2 separate regions of the Pan troglodytes genome follow, and region 1 is linked to region 2. The links are chromatin contacts, called in public Hi-C maps. All regions are on one chromosome and are shown on one strand. The core of a region is the stretch at or near the end of the contact, and the rest is flanking DNA. Distances in the headings are between cores, read along the strand shown. Region 1 overlaps PCCA (propionyl-CoA carboxylase subunit alpha). Region 2 has its middle 13 kb from the start of ZIC2.

Region 1 (7,065 bases), core at 2,180-4,679, 520 kb after region 2:
AAACCCACTGAGGACTTCTCAGTGCCCTCCTGCCCATCAGAGACCGCCTCGGAATTCTTAGAAGACTAGGAATGGGGCAGCTTCCTAGACGCTAGCTCTTTTCCCGCCACATCAGTTTTAGGCCTCTCTTATGATACGAGTGATTCAGATTACAAGGTAACCTCAGTGCAACACAAGGGAAGAAATAAATCCTCTCTGTTATTGAGTGCTGGGTCTAGTGTTTAATTTTCTTTCTTTTCTTTTCTTTTCTTTTGAGACAGAGTCTCGCACTGTGGCCTGGGCTGGAGTGCAGTGGCGCGATCTCGGCTCCCTGCAACCTCCACCTCCCAGGTTCAAGCGATTCTTCTGCCTCAGCCTCCCGAGCAGCTAGGATTACAAGCGCCCGCCACCACGCCTGGCTAATTTTTTGGATTTTTAGTAGAGATGGGGTTTCACTATGTAGGCCAGGCTGTTCTTGAACTCCTGACCTCATGATCCTCCAGCCTTGGCCTCCCAAAGTGCTGGGATTATAGGTGTGAGCCACCGCACCCAGCCTAGTGTTTAATTTTCAATTTAATTTTTGGCACTATTTTTTTTTAAGTTGCTCATCTTAGGACAGTATAACTGGAATGAGCCTTGTGTTTCCAGTTACAAAAACAAGACAGAACAAAGGATGAGGCTAGATTTTTGTATTATTGACAACCCCATATTCTTCCCTCCAGAGGAGAGATCATGTTTCGGAAGCAAGCCCGAGATACACACAGTCTTACCCATTCCTTCAGTGCTGTTGATGATTAGCCTTAAGATGGTTCTTTTCTCTAAGGAAACCCTCCCCATTTTTGCAGGATGTTTGAAAAATGAGTTGCTGAATGGGCTTCAGATATTTTTATTCTTCTGTTTTGTTGGGATTTTCTTCCCACTCCTATTTGTGTTAATTTTTCCCTCGAAAAATGAGATTGCTGCTCACTGCCGTTGAGCCTCCTTGTGGCACATTCATTGGTCCAGTAAACGACTTAACTCCAAGAACCACCTACCAGTAACACAACAAAACCTTGAGTACAGATTGATTCATAAATGGCAGCGGACGAGTGTTGAAAGTGACGCATTATGTCGCTGCAATGTATTGACATTATCAATTGTGTGTCACTAAACAGCCAGGCTAACTGGATGATTTACTTTGTGTTTAACTGCCTTTTTCAGTTGGAGCAAATGTTGAGGAACTGGGATGCAATGTCAGAAACCATATATTTTCTTCTGTTAACACGAACTTCACTGAGGCATGTTGGTTTTGGCTGCAGGCTGTAAGGCTCTAGTTTAAAAAGGTCTAAACAAGTGATTAATGACCAGGAGGCAGGGCTTTACACTGTTGCCACATCTTTTCTCCTTTCTATTTATGTTGCCTTGATGCTTGGGGTGGGGGGTTCACGCTATTTATTGTGCTGACGTTGGTTTCCATCCTGAGAGTCCTTGATGTTTCTTTGTGGATTTTGTTTGTTTTTAATATTATTTAGCATAATAACCTAAGCCGTAAACGCTTGTAGTTGCGATCCAGGTGTCCTTAGTTCAGCAGTCAGACGTATAATAAGGGCCACTCTGTACAGTGAAAGGTGACAGCTGTGGCCCCCAAAAAAGCAGCTCTGGACTTTCCCCTCCCAAGTTTCAGTCCTGGTAACTTGAACTAGACTTTCTAGTTTCTTGAAACATTGTTTTATTTTCTTGCAAGTTAGTGTGGTGTTCATATTTCACAACGCTGAAAGATACAGTGTTTCTCAAATGTGCACTTGCCAGTAGACGGATATGTTAACTGTTACCGTGACGCTGAGAACTGGAGCTGCTAACTGACCCTATGCGTTTGTTCTCTGCGTAAAATGTTGTAACAGTGCTAATTACTAAGCAGCTGAATTTGTGAGAAGGTCCACAGCACTAATCTGCGCCTCAGTGTTGCCTTGCTAGTGAGAAAACGTGAGCATGTACTCAGGACACATGGACTTGATGATGAACTTCCAGGGGCACGTTTATCTGTGGATCACGGACGGTTTGACTTGTGGGACATAACATTTGATTTCTATATGTGCGCTTTTGAGACACTCGTTTTTACCCTATTAAGAGTTGTTGAGTGCAGAACAAGACATTTTAAAAGGGAAGAGTAACATTCAGAGATTTTAAAACGGAAGCTTTTAAATTACTACTTGCTTCTGTTTATTTTTTATTTTTTGCTAGCTTTAGAAAAACAAGGAAGAATATCTCAAGTTGGAATAGTCAGATTTCAGTGTTTGGGTGATGGTGTTAAAATCGTTGTTTTAATGGTAGATGAAAATGATTCTGTTCTGTTGGATTCACATCCTGAATAAATGTTTCTACACAATTAGAGTCTATAACAGACTAAGCCAGCATAGTGGTGGTGTGGGTTTTTTGTTTTGTGTTTTGTGTTTTTTTTTTTTTTTTTTTTTTTTTGTCTAAAAGAACAACTTCAAGCCTTGGGAAAGAATTTGTTTTTGCCCTGTGGATGGGTCAGAAACATCTGCTTCAGGTATAGTTTACAAGTGTTATTTATTAACCCATGAGCCGAAAACCCAGATGAGGAGCTCTGACTATTGAAAACTACACATTCCATGTTTTTATAGATGTATATTAAGATGAATTCCACATACCTATTATTTGGATTTCTGGCAGCCGGAACTTCTACAAGGAATTTGTGTTTTTAAAAAGGAATGTAAAATTAATTTTTCTTGTATCAGAGTTTTGCTGTATATGAAGAAATCCTGCTCATGGGCAGAAAGCAAAGGTTTCAAAGGAACCTCATCTCCATATGGTTTTACTCGATAATCCTTTATCCACCATCTTCAGCTCTCATTCCTTTGCTTTCTCGCCTGTGGCTACATTTCTATCTCTGCATCAATTAGCACAGTGATTTATACAACAAGCAAGCAGTTTAGAGGTAATGGTACACAATTAACATCTCATTCCACCATAAAGGGTATGCTAAATACCCCAGTCATTGCTTTCTCTGCCTGGAATTGAAATAAGTGTTTGTCCTAATTCATATGCTATCTGATGTGAAGTGGGCCTGCTTTGTACCACACTACACCATTAATCTAATTATAGATAGCTGCAAATGAAGTGCTGTCTGAGCTGGGAGATTGAAGAAAATAGCCTTTTGTCATTTAGCATGACTCTGTGAAGCAAGATCACACTTTACAGGGCAGTACTACAAAATGGAAATCTCAATAATATTGCTGCCTGTTGCATCTTTTCTAATTACAACAACATTGTAAACACAACTGGGCGCTGATATAAATAGAGCTGTAGATATGCTGTCATGTGGGTTGTAGGAGAAAGTCCTCCGAGTGCTGTTGGATTAAATGATGCATCCTGATTGACAGCTACCTTGAGACTGCACTGATGGAGTTGTCACAGCATTATGCTAACAGGCTGCTCCAGCGACTGCAGCTGTAGGAGGCTGTGGTTGGCCCTGCGCCTTAGCTGCTGCCTGTCCATGTCCGCTCCTTTGCCTGGGCTGCACCTCCAAAGGAAGGACGGCCGTAGGCTTCAATTCTGTGTATTGTCACTGTTGTGTCTTGGAGATTTGTGGTGGTGGTGGTGTAGCTCAGATATCAGGCGATTGGGCCCTGGGCAGAAGTAGAGGGAAATTATTTTGTATGGCTCCGAACCTTGCTCTGCTTTTCCTCAAGTGATAATTGTGTACCCTACAAAGAATTTAGGAGAGTAGAACGTGGTTGAATTTCAAGTCTCATTCCACTGAACTGTTTTAATTCATATCTAGTTTTTCTCTGCTTTTCAGCCACGCCAGTGTTTTTAAAGATGCATCACTTTTGCATTTCGCGCTTTCCATCACTTTAAAAACACTGACACTATTTCCCCAGCTCTGAGTTAGGACAGTAGACCTTTAGGGGAATATTTGAGTGTTGCTCTCACTGCCACGCTGCGGAAATGAAGACAGAGCTTAATGTTGGAGACCTTTGGGGCCAGAAGGTGTAAAACCTTGACTAGGAAGAGAGCCTAATCTTTGAAGAAGTGTCTGCCTCCTTACTTAGTGAGGGGTGCATGGACAGTATTTGGCTAGTGCTTCAAGATAGCTGATGCACAGTGATTTACAGTCAAAGATAGCACCTGCCCTTGAGTTGGTATTGACTGAGATGGCCAACAGTTGAGGACATGAAAGAACATTAACAGTCAGTCAACTGTACGTGTCCTAGCTGTTACTGGAAGAATGACTTATAAATGGAAACTGGAAGTGAGCCCACTTGAAGAGGAACGGAGGTTGACAGTGGCACTGGAGGCTTTGAAATCACAGCTGAAAACGGTACAGCAAACTGCAAGCGCTCACCTTGGGAGCAGCCGCAGACCTCGGGATCATTGCAACATTTAGCGCATGGGGTCTGCAGAATTACATTACTGCTACTTCTACAGGCTGTGGAAAAAAGTGGGTGGATTTAATGCTGTAAGGAGGTGCATGTACTCTACAAATACAGAAGCCTCCAGGGTGGTATTCTGTGTATCCGTGAAAGTGGAGTGTGTCTCAAAGTGGGTCATTCTTTGCTGTCTTTGGGGTGCTGATTTCTGGGGTGCTGGGGTGCAGGCATACATGCCCAGTTGCAGGATGCTTTTCTTAATGAGGTCCAGTGATAACATCCCTCTCTCACCCAGACTGTGACTAGCCGCCGCCTCCTGCTGCAGCAACCACTCTCAGCCCCCAGGCTTTCATTAGGTCCCCGGAAGAGCTGCGTGTCAGTTTTAAAAACAATCCCACTGGTGTTTCTTGTCATTGTCCAGCTCTTGTGGCCTTCCTCCTGACCCTTTCATGTCAGCTGTGATCCCTTTTCTTTCTTTCTTTTAAACTTTTGGGAGAAATTTTCTTGTTAGACATGGTTTCACACTGTAGAGGCCATAAAATTAATTTGCTTAGAGACCCGGGCTCGGGTCACCTTTCCGTCATTGAGTCATTAGATAACACCTCATTCCCTCCCATTACTGTCGTGTGTGGGTTGAGGAGTCCCACCAGGCCAAGCCAGAGAGCAACTGTTCTGTTCTCACTTACGTGGTGAGCTGTTTTTCAAGAACATTTTTTTTCATTTGGCTGTGTGGTCTGGAGAACACCTTCCTAAGCCAGCGGAGTGAAGTTCCACGCACTGACCAGCCCCGAGCTCACTGGAGCGAGTCATCTTCCGGCTCCATGGCAGCCCAGCCCCACCCACAGGCAGCTGCCTGTCACCCACGCTGGCATGTTCCCTCATCCTACCCAGGCAGCGGGAAAACCTGGCTGCTTCTGGGATCCTACTACTCTGTCCTGTCCACAAGCCTTCAGAGTCTTGGATTCCTACCCTCAAACATCAACTTTGTGATTTATCTTCTTGAAAACAACCACAAAAACTTAAAATCAAAACTCTCTAAGGGAGTTTCGCACAACCCTTGAGGAATAGTTAAATGCCCACGGTGAAACCGAGCTTGTACCCCACGGTCCAGGTAGGGGCACATTCCTGAAGTCTCACAAAGCATTGGCTCTCTGTGCCCCCAAAGAATCCAGAGATGCTAGTAAATAGCAGTTTTGATCAGAAGCTTGGAAGGCCCTGGTGTACATTCTTAAATGACTTCTTTTCTGGGGCATCAAAAAGCTTTTACGGTTCTCACCAGGCAGTTCATTCTGATGGGCCCATATGCTGCACCCCGCTTGGGCCCCATCCCGGCACGCGCCCTGTGCAGCACAGCACAGGCCAGCTGAGAGGTTGTTTTAAGAAGGCGTGTTTGTGTGGTACACTCACGGGCTCAGGACAACATCAAAGGTAATCTTAAAAAGAGAATCTCTCTCTGTCTTCTCTTTTTATATTCAGAAAGGTCATTTCTAAACCAACTATTTGCACCAAGGCCTCTCTGGAGGAGTTTACCCCGTTGTTATTTTTTACTTGCTATTACAATAAGTCACTTATCCCCCAAACAGATTTAAGAACAATAAACAAATACAAAAGGAAAAGGAACATCTCATCAGTAACAAAGACTGCATCTAAAGGCATTGAGTTTGTGACTCTTTTACATCTCTTTCCAAGCAAAGCAGGAGTCCTACAGAGAAAGGAATCTGAAAGATGAAAATTATAAAAATAGTAAAAGGATCCAGTGTTCGTCAGAATCTTGTAATTTCTGGGGAGAAATGAAGCTAAGTACAGTCTTAGCACTTGGTTCATATGCAGGCTGATCTGTGATATAACTAAACTTAGTTTTTGGAGTATATCCACTGTGGGGAAATGTGGTAAATCATATTCTCAGTGAAGGAAGATACTTTTCCTGAATTTAGGCTTCATATTTTGAAGTCGAATTCTGCAAAACAAGAAAAAAATAGATCTGTGTGCTACACTGAAAACTGAACAAGGCACGTCGTAAGTCAGTCACACAGAAAGCGCAGCTCAGGGCGATACCAACTAGAAAAGTAACTTTTTTGTTGACTCTGATGCCTCTAGTCATCAGAGTTGGATTTTTTCCCCCATTGCAGACAGCACAGATAGGAAAACTGTGCAATTTGGTCCAATTATAGTCCTCTCTGTCCCTCCACACCCTCCCCCATTGATTTAATGAAGGACTTGGAGGTACAATTCACTGATAAATAGTCCCTCTGCCCAGAATGTTTATTAGACTGACAGCAGCGTGCACTCTCCTCGCTTTTTCCCTCACCACTTATGACTCAGATGAATTTTAATAGGAGCAAAAAGCTTTTATTTGCACTGTAATTTCACTTAAGGATCATATCCTTCAGAAACTGGCAGACACTTCTATGTCTTGATTGCAAAACACACACTCAGGAGTAAAGAAACATGCAAAAGATGTTATTCAACCTGTCACAGTGTCGCAAATCCACTTGGAACTTAGGCCATCAAAGCTCTCCCCCCACCCCTTTCAGTAGGCCCTGTGAAGAGGCACTTAGAGATTCCCGCCGTCCCCATGCAGAATTAAAGGGGGAATTATATTTTGTTTTTGCATCCCTGCCATCATGATGCCCACAGGAGGCTTTGAGTTACAGCAGGTTTGTTTGAACAAAATGGAGCTGTCTCACTGCTGCTTCTTTCTTACCCAAGAGAA
Region 2 (7,264 bases), core at 4,695-7,194:
AGAAATAATAATAATGTTAATAATGTCAGAGATAATCATCGCAGTTAACGCTCAGCGACTGGGCTGCTCCGCGGAGGCCGGCGAAGACCTACAGAGGCTCCTGACTGGCAGAACTGGAGGTGTGGGTGTGGTTCCCTTTTCACCCCGGCTCTTATGTTGCCAGTCTCCCCCCTACCACCAGGCAAAGCCCCCCTAAACTTAGGGTCTGGAACAAGGCCGAGCCAGCGAGGGCCTGCCAGGAGCTGCGCTGGAGCCTCTCGCTGCATCCAGAGCTGGTTCTTGTTCTTTTCTCTCTCTTGGCCCACTGGGCCCACAGTGGTTAGGTGGCCGAATGTGGTTTCCCCAAACTCTTTGGAGTCGGCTGGGTCTGCGTGCCCCTGGCCCCGTCCTCACCCCCGGGCTCGTCCCCCAGCCTCCGCCGGCCCGCCTGTGAATGGTGGATTTAATGAGCGCTTGTGTGGCGTTGGCCGGCGGTTCTGAAGATGCGCTGACCTGGAGGGAGGGCGCGAAAGGTCAGGCGCACGCCGGGCCCAACTTGGGCTCCTCCCAGGCCCACGCTGCTCCGATATTGATCCTGGGAGAAAGATAAACAGAAAAGCTGGACATTCAGTCATGAATACTAATGAGCCAGGGTAGGGGTTTTAATTGCTGTGGACTTCCTTTCTCCAGTTAATCCTTATTGCAAACTTCGCTGGAGTCAGCTTTCTCGGGCCTCCCGCCTCCTTGTATTTTCCTGTGAAATACCCAGGCGAAAGAGACCCGTGACAACTTGACTTTCTCCTCTTCGAGAGGCCCGTGTGAGCTCGAGAGCCCACAGCCCGTGTTTCCAGTGTGGCTCTGTTTACTAATTATGGAAATATAGGGATCCTATAAAATAAATTGTTTCAATATGGCTTTGGCGAGTCTGCTTCTTGACTTCTTCACCCTTATTGTTTCAAAGACTTCGTGTGTCCTTGGCCTTTAAACTTCCTCTTGACAATTTCATCTTTTCTCCCGCCACGGAGCTCCTTTCTACTCCAAACGGTGCATTCTTTCCCCAAACGTTCACGTTTCTCAAGTCTCCAGGACTTGGCACTGGCTTTGCCAACCGCAGTGTCTAAGTATTTCAACCTAGCAGTGAATTCTTAGGCAAGCTAATTTACCACGTTACACAAATTTTGTGGTTTCTTTGGTACCTACAAGCAACATTGTAATATGAGACAGGAATCTAAAAGAATTGTCAGAAAGATTTCTGCCTCCATTCTTGATATGCATTTGATAACTTACGTATAATCACTTTTATAAAAATAAAGCTATTCTTGAGTGAGCTTTTTCTTGAAACTGCATTAAGTCGACTGTAAATTCTATAAAGCAGTTTTGGCTGTGTGATCAGGAGAGAAATATATAAGCCCATTTTTGTGACAGACTAGGTAGAAATGCGTTGAAACCCAAGCCAGAAAAAAAAAATCAGTTGTGCTAGAGAAATTTCCATTATTCTGATCCTTAAAGTTTTGAACAAAATAAGCCTGTATTTCACTTCATTGTCAATAGGTCCCAGCATTGAAGTCTCCTGAGGATTCTGTTTCACTTACACTTTTCAGTCCAAACTTTTTTTTTCTTTGCACAATGATTTATTATGTAGGTAATTTTAGGGGATGCAGTTTACAGCTTGAATTATTAGACTGAACACCTCTGGCTGACACCACGACGCCTTTTTTTTTCTGCCTGCAGCTGTGAGTCACAACCCCATTTTCATACCCAACCGCTGCACATTCCTTCACAATGTATACTTCCTTCTTGCAAAGATCAAACATGCTTTGGTCAAAGTGTTTATTTTAAAATACAGGAAAATTAAAACTAAACACAGCTCTACTGAAAAATCCCCAAATGTATCATATTTTCCTCCTCCTGTGCCCACAAAAAAAGTAACAAATTGCACCACTTTCTGGGGTAAAAAAAATGAATTGAAGGAGAACACACAGACACATAGAGACATAGTGTTCGTTTTAGTGTTGAAACACACCAGAAAACCTCCCACTTCCATTCATATTTGGATTCCTGTTTGGATGTCTAGTTTTTACTATAAAAAATATCACAAACCAAACAACAACAACAATGTATCATTAAAAAGATGCTGACAGTTATGTATTTTATTCACCAACCTACACACTCCTCATTCCTACTTCATTTTTCCCCTCTTAGTGTTTTTCTTGTAATTATATCTTTCAGATTGTAACTTTCAGGGGAGAAGTATATTTTGAAATATTTTCTAAATAGAAAACAAAAGGTCTCAGTAACTCAGAAATAAGTTAACAATTCCTAAGCATCTCTGTGGGTCTTTGGCATGTGTGTGTGTTTTCTTTTTCCTTTCAAATTAAGGTGAAAAAATTATAAGGGAGAATCACTCCATCTCAGCACCTAAATCCTGTAAAGTGGACCTTAACTGCAGATTTTGGTGGACAAGCTGCCCTTCTGCAGCACACTGTCTAACTGCATATTTCAGCTTCTCGATGCTCCCACTTGAAAGAGACATAGACCTCAGCCACCTCCTCTCTGAGGCAATTTACTCAGCTTCTCCAATCACACAGTTCTTTAACGGGGCAGAAATTGTTGGGTTGTTTTTAATCAAGTTTGGAAGCTGGATCTCTTTCCCCTGATGACTGTGCCCAGGGGTGGATCCGGCTGAATGTCTGGCGCTGCGGGCAGCGGGCTCGGCCACCCGTTTTTCAGACACAACACCAGAGAATGGCACTGAAATAATCGCGTGTAGCAGAAATGTTTAAAAACATTAACCTCTCTTATTTTCTATACTTGTGAATTAAAAGGCAAAAGAAGCTGAAAGGAAATCTGAAATGATACTCATTTACCTACTGAAGGCAGACCAAGAAACTGTAAAGATGCTTGATGCTTTGAAAATGTACTCTGTAAAATCTTTCAAATTAGATGCTGCTTAAGATCAATGGCAGTAAAAATATTTTTATGATTTGATTGGTTAAAACATTTTTAGATATTAGTGATGATAAATTAACAGATCAGAAGTTTCTTTCTAGGAACAATTTGGGAGGGATATAGAAAGTAATCTAGTAATCTAATAATACTCTTCCTATTGTTTAAAGGGAGACAAATTATAGTACATACTATGTGGACTTTTTTAAACTTTAGATCAATAAAAATATTTGGCTTTCATATACTACTGAAAATTCTTTGCGAAAGTGGAGAATCAAGGATTTTAAAGACCAAGAACAAAACAAAGAATCAGATTACAGTCTTCCTCTAAAATACACTTCTTCCTTTGCTGGGTTTTCAAATGATATCATTGGTGATTCTTTGTTTATTTGAACAATCTCTTGAAATTAAAATGGATTGAATATTTCCCTCTAGGTAGTTCAACTTCAGACACACAAATATTTCTAAAAGTTCTAAATGTAAATCAAAGACTTTATAAAGCTTCAGCAACAACATTTCATATCATGGCAAAACCAATTTTATTGTGACATTCCTCTCATATCTGGCAGATTATCAGACACATCAAAAATTCTCACCTTGAAAATGCACTCTTCCAAAAATCATATACATTTGAGAAACTAATTTTTATAATGTGTAATTTGTGGTTTATTATCTCATTTCTGTTTTTAAATCCAAGTGAATTAATTTAAAAAGTAAATTTGGATTAGAGGGGAGACATTAGTGAAAAGTCTTATGTATTAATCAAATTCTTCTCAACTACCTCCAGTATGCACACGCATCATTCACACACACCCTTCTTGAGAAGAAAAAAAATGTTCCAGCTGAAGAGAACAGTTATATCAGCCATTTGGCTTCAAATGCCTTATACAAAAGTTTAAAATAGCTATTTTGTAATATGGCAAAACTATCGTTTAATGTTTCAGGGTAACATTTTTCTAAATCTTCATGTGATAATTTACTTATTCAAAAATGTAACAAATGATTGACTTTATTGGGCAAAATATTGCTCTACATATTTGTTAAAGTAGATATCTCACATAGGGTGCCATTGTAACTTATGTAAGTCTCTTTTCTGTACAATTGTGTTCACTTGTAGGTAATCTACTATTCTCTTGTGCCTCCAACATTGTTGCACTTGAAAGTTGAATGTTGAGGACTCAAGGTTGGAAACCAAGTCGAGTGCCTTGTGTGGAAGCAAAAGATGTTTTCCTCTGACAGATGCTACTTTGGGTGTCTTTTCTGCTAAGCAGATCTCCGCGTTAAATTAGCCTAATCATTTGCCTCTCTGTTTTTTCTAAAGGTCTGTGGTCCAAGTGGCAGTCATTCCTGCAATAGACGATAGGTTCTGTTCGGTAGCGGGAATGTCCTGTTTCTTTGCTTTAAGTTTCACTTTGTGATTAAAATGCAATAAAATAAGTCTGGAAAATCATTTTTAAGAGAGCACTTTCAAGAAGCACTTCCTTTCCTAGTGCCAGACAACGGTGCTCCCCAACCTCTTGGCTGGAACGCTTGCTTTCGATTTGTTTGTTTCGCGCATTTCCCTAAAGAGCCGGGCTCTTTGCGCTGTTTTAATTCTGCTTTAAAAATGCATCGCTTCTGCCCTGAATCCTTCTCTGAAACAAATTCCTATCGAAAGTGTATCAGATTCGTTCCAAATATGGGATATGGATCAATATTCCCATGCTACAAATATTTTTTAAATTGTTTTTGTCGTAGGAGTTCACACTTTTGCAATATATTTTTAATTGAAGTAGGGTTGCCTGTTATTTCTCATGATACACAAAAAAGTAGCAATTACCGTCTGCTTAGTCCTTCCTTTATTATTATTTTTAGCCCGTGTATCATTACCTAACTGGTATGTGTTCTTCTGCCCAGCTCCTGATGATCTAGTTGAATTCTAGACATTGTGCCAAGACGTGTATTTGAAGCAGATAAGTACGTATAATACAAATGCGTTTTGTTAGACCTGATGGATGCTATTTTTCTTTTAATAGGTTTGTAGCAAACTAACACAATAACACAATGTATTCCTTTTCAAGGTACATTGTTGAAACAGGTCTATTAAGAGCGCGTTGAGCTATTTCTCGCTTCCATTGAACAGTCTGTTGCTCAAACACAACAGCCAACAAACGCCAGCTGCCTCAACAAAAGTAGAAACCTAACCCTTTTATGTAATGTTTTAACAGAAAGGGTAGCTCTGTTTAATTAAAAACATTGATGATTCAGTGAAACAATAGAAACTCAAGTTCAAGTGGTGCTCTATTGATTTAAGATGATTTTTTACTAGCAATGGGTATAATTCATTTTTTTTCCCAGTTCTCTCTTGTGTAAAGGGGTTCCTTCTGGGGGCATTATTTGGGTGAATAGGAAAAGACAGAGATGGCTATTGCCTTAGAAACCTGATTAACGTATGTTGCTTTGAGGGTAAGGTGTTTAATTTATAAGTGCACCCCATATTTTTTGTCAGTTTATTCGCGGTGGGGAAGCTTTGAAAGTAGCTCCTCTCAGCAGGTTAAAAAGTGAAGTCTGCGTCGTGGCATTTAAATGTCTTTGTTATTGTGTCAGGCAAGTTGTTGAAAACTGCATGCCCGGAATATTAAGGTTGGGCTGCTAGAGGAGGCAAGTTGTGTGTGTGTGTGTGCGTGCGCGCACGCGCGCCCCTGGGCGCAGGGCTGTGTGTGCGAGGACAATTATTTTCATCAGCTGCTTGCTAGCCCGCGCCCGACTGCTCCTCTTTGCAGAACCGACGGGCTTTCAACTCTGGAAGTGAAGCAGGACGAATTCCTCCATGGAGACTCCCTCCTTGGGAACGTCGAACTCTCTCTGCCTTGGGGAGTGGGGCTCGATAAAGGGTACCTAGGTCGCACCCTGGCAGGGGAGCACTCGAGGGCCCGGGTTTCGCCATCCTGAGACCCCCGCGCGGATGGCCCAGGAGGGGCGCGGCGGCCCTGAGTCAAGGTGGGCGGGGGCAGGTGCTTCCCTCCACCGCGTTGTCCTACGCCGGCGCGGTCCCCACCGCCCGACCTAGCCCGGCGCCGGCCGAGCACGGCGGCCGCGCTTCGCACTCCTTCCTCTCACCGGGTCCGCAGGCCCGGCTTCACGATTCCCGGGCCCTCGGGCATGTGAGGGACTTGAGTGAATGCAGCTCCCTCAACTCACTCCCGCAAAACCACAGCCAAGAGGGCCTTAAGTCAGAGAACCCGGCCTAGGAGCCGCCCCTAGAGCCTCGGCGCGGGCCCCTTCCCCTTCCCCACATCGGTCGGCCGAGGGAGCCTAGAGCCGGTGGGAGACGGGCAGCGGCCTCTCCTGATCCTTTCCTGCGGTCATACAAGTTCCTAGGGTGGGCCGAGGACAGAGCGCCTCAGGCATCGTCGACTTCCCACGGCTGCGGCCCAGGCCCAGCCTGCGGCCTTGGAGCCATTCGCTCCAAGCCCCGACAGGCCGCGACCGCCTCGAGGGCCGCACTTCCGCCTGCTACCGACTTTCCGCGCACCCAGGGGTCAAAAGGCACGGCCCGCCTCGACCCACTTCCGGGGTCCGGCCTCCCCAGGTCCGGCTGGCCCCCACCCAGCCCAGGGCCCCTGTGGGTCCCGGAAGCCGGAGGACCGCTGAGACCGAGGCCTGGAGTCCGTCGCCCTCCGGGCCCACCTTGGCGGATGACAGTCGGGGAGGCCGAGGCCAGAAAGGGACCCGCGGGGGAAACGTCCACAGGGGCCCCTTAGGCCTACAGTGAATTATTTAAGCTGTTCCTGGTGTTTAAAGAGGTTTTTCAGTTTTTAAAGAATGTTGTAAAAATATATCAGCCCTTGTTAACTCCCTCATTACATGCTTTTTTTCCCTCAGCTGAACAAGCCCTATTTCCTGAGTCGCAGGAGCAATGTAAGTGTTTAAACGTGTGTCAAGTGTCTTATAAATAATACAAATTCATACAGAAGAGGAGGAGATTTAACTGATACCTGAAGGACTTGGCACAGCCACATTTGCTGTGCGGTTGTTTTTGGACAGGGACGTGTGGTCGGGAAACTGCCCTGACAGCGCCTGGTGGGGCTCTGTCCTCAGCTCAGCCCCGTGAGTCTGTCCCCACCCCTGTCTAGGAAAGCCCAGGAGGAGTTTGACCAGTTCGTGAGAGACGGTCCAGTGGTCTGCAGTTTCTATACTAGAGCGTCTATACTCAACTCAGTATTTTGGAGTTCCTTTTCTTATTTTTTATTTTTATTTTTTGAGACGGAGGTCTCACTCTGTCGCCCAGACTGGAGTGTATATAGTGGCTCAATCTCGGCTCACTGCAACCTCTGCCTCCCTGGTTTAAATGATTCTC

What was found. A called contact is a pair of places that touch in the nucleus more often than the background predicts.
Region 1: a contact with region 2 is called in a Hi-C map of induced pluripotent stem cells, with 3 times the contacts expected there. The contact joins two enhancer-like sites. A contact is called at or near these places in 3 of 7 Hi-C or Micro-C datasets (induced pluripotent stem cells and stem cell-derived neural progenitor cells) and 1 of 1 other capture datasets (stem cell-derived neural stem cells).

Annotation. Positions count from the first base shown.
Region 1 is chr14:106,120,127-106,127,191 of NHGRI_mPanTro3-v2.0_pri, forward strand. The region is part of intron 21 of PCCA (propionyl-CoA carboxylase subunit alpha); the gene reads left to right. Among named protein-coding and RNA genes, the nearest start is that of GGACT, 77 kb to the right of the region's middle. Within about 2 kb of position 3,430, at least 9 of the 24 cell types and tissues checked have an H3K27ac peak or open chromatin away from gene starts, as enhancers often do. A contact at or near this core is called in induced pluripotent stem cells, where this site is marked.
Region 2 is chr14:105,598,642-105,605,905 of NHGRI_mPanTro3-v2.0_pri, forward strand. No RefSeq gene overlaps it. Among named protein-coding and RNA genes, the nearest start is that of ZIC2, 13 kb to the left of the region's middle. Within about 2 kb of position 5,945, at least 5 of the 24 cell types and tissues checked have an H3K27ac peak or open chromatin away from gene starts, as enhancers often do. A contact at or near this core is called in induced pluripotent stem cells, where this site is marked.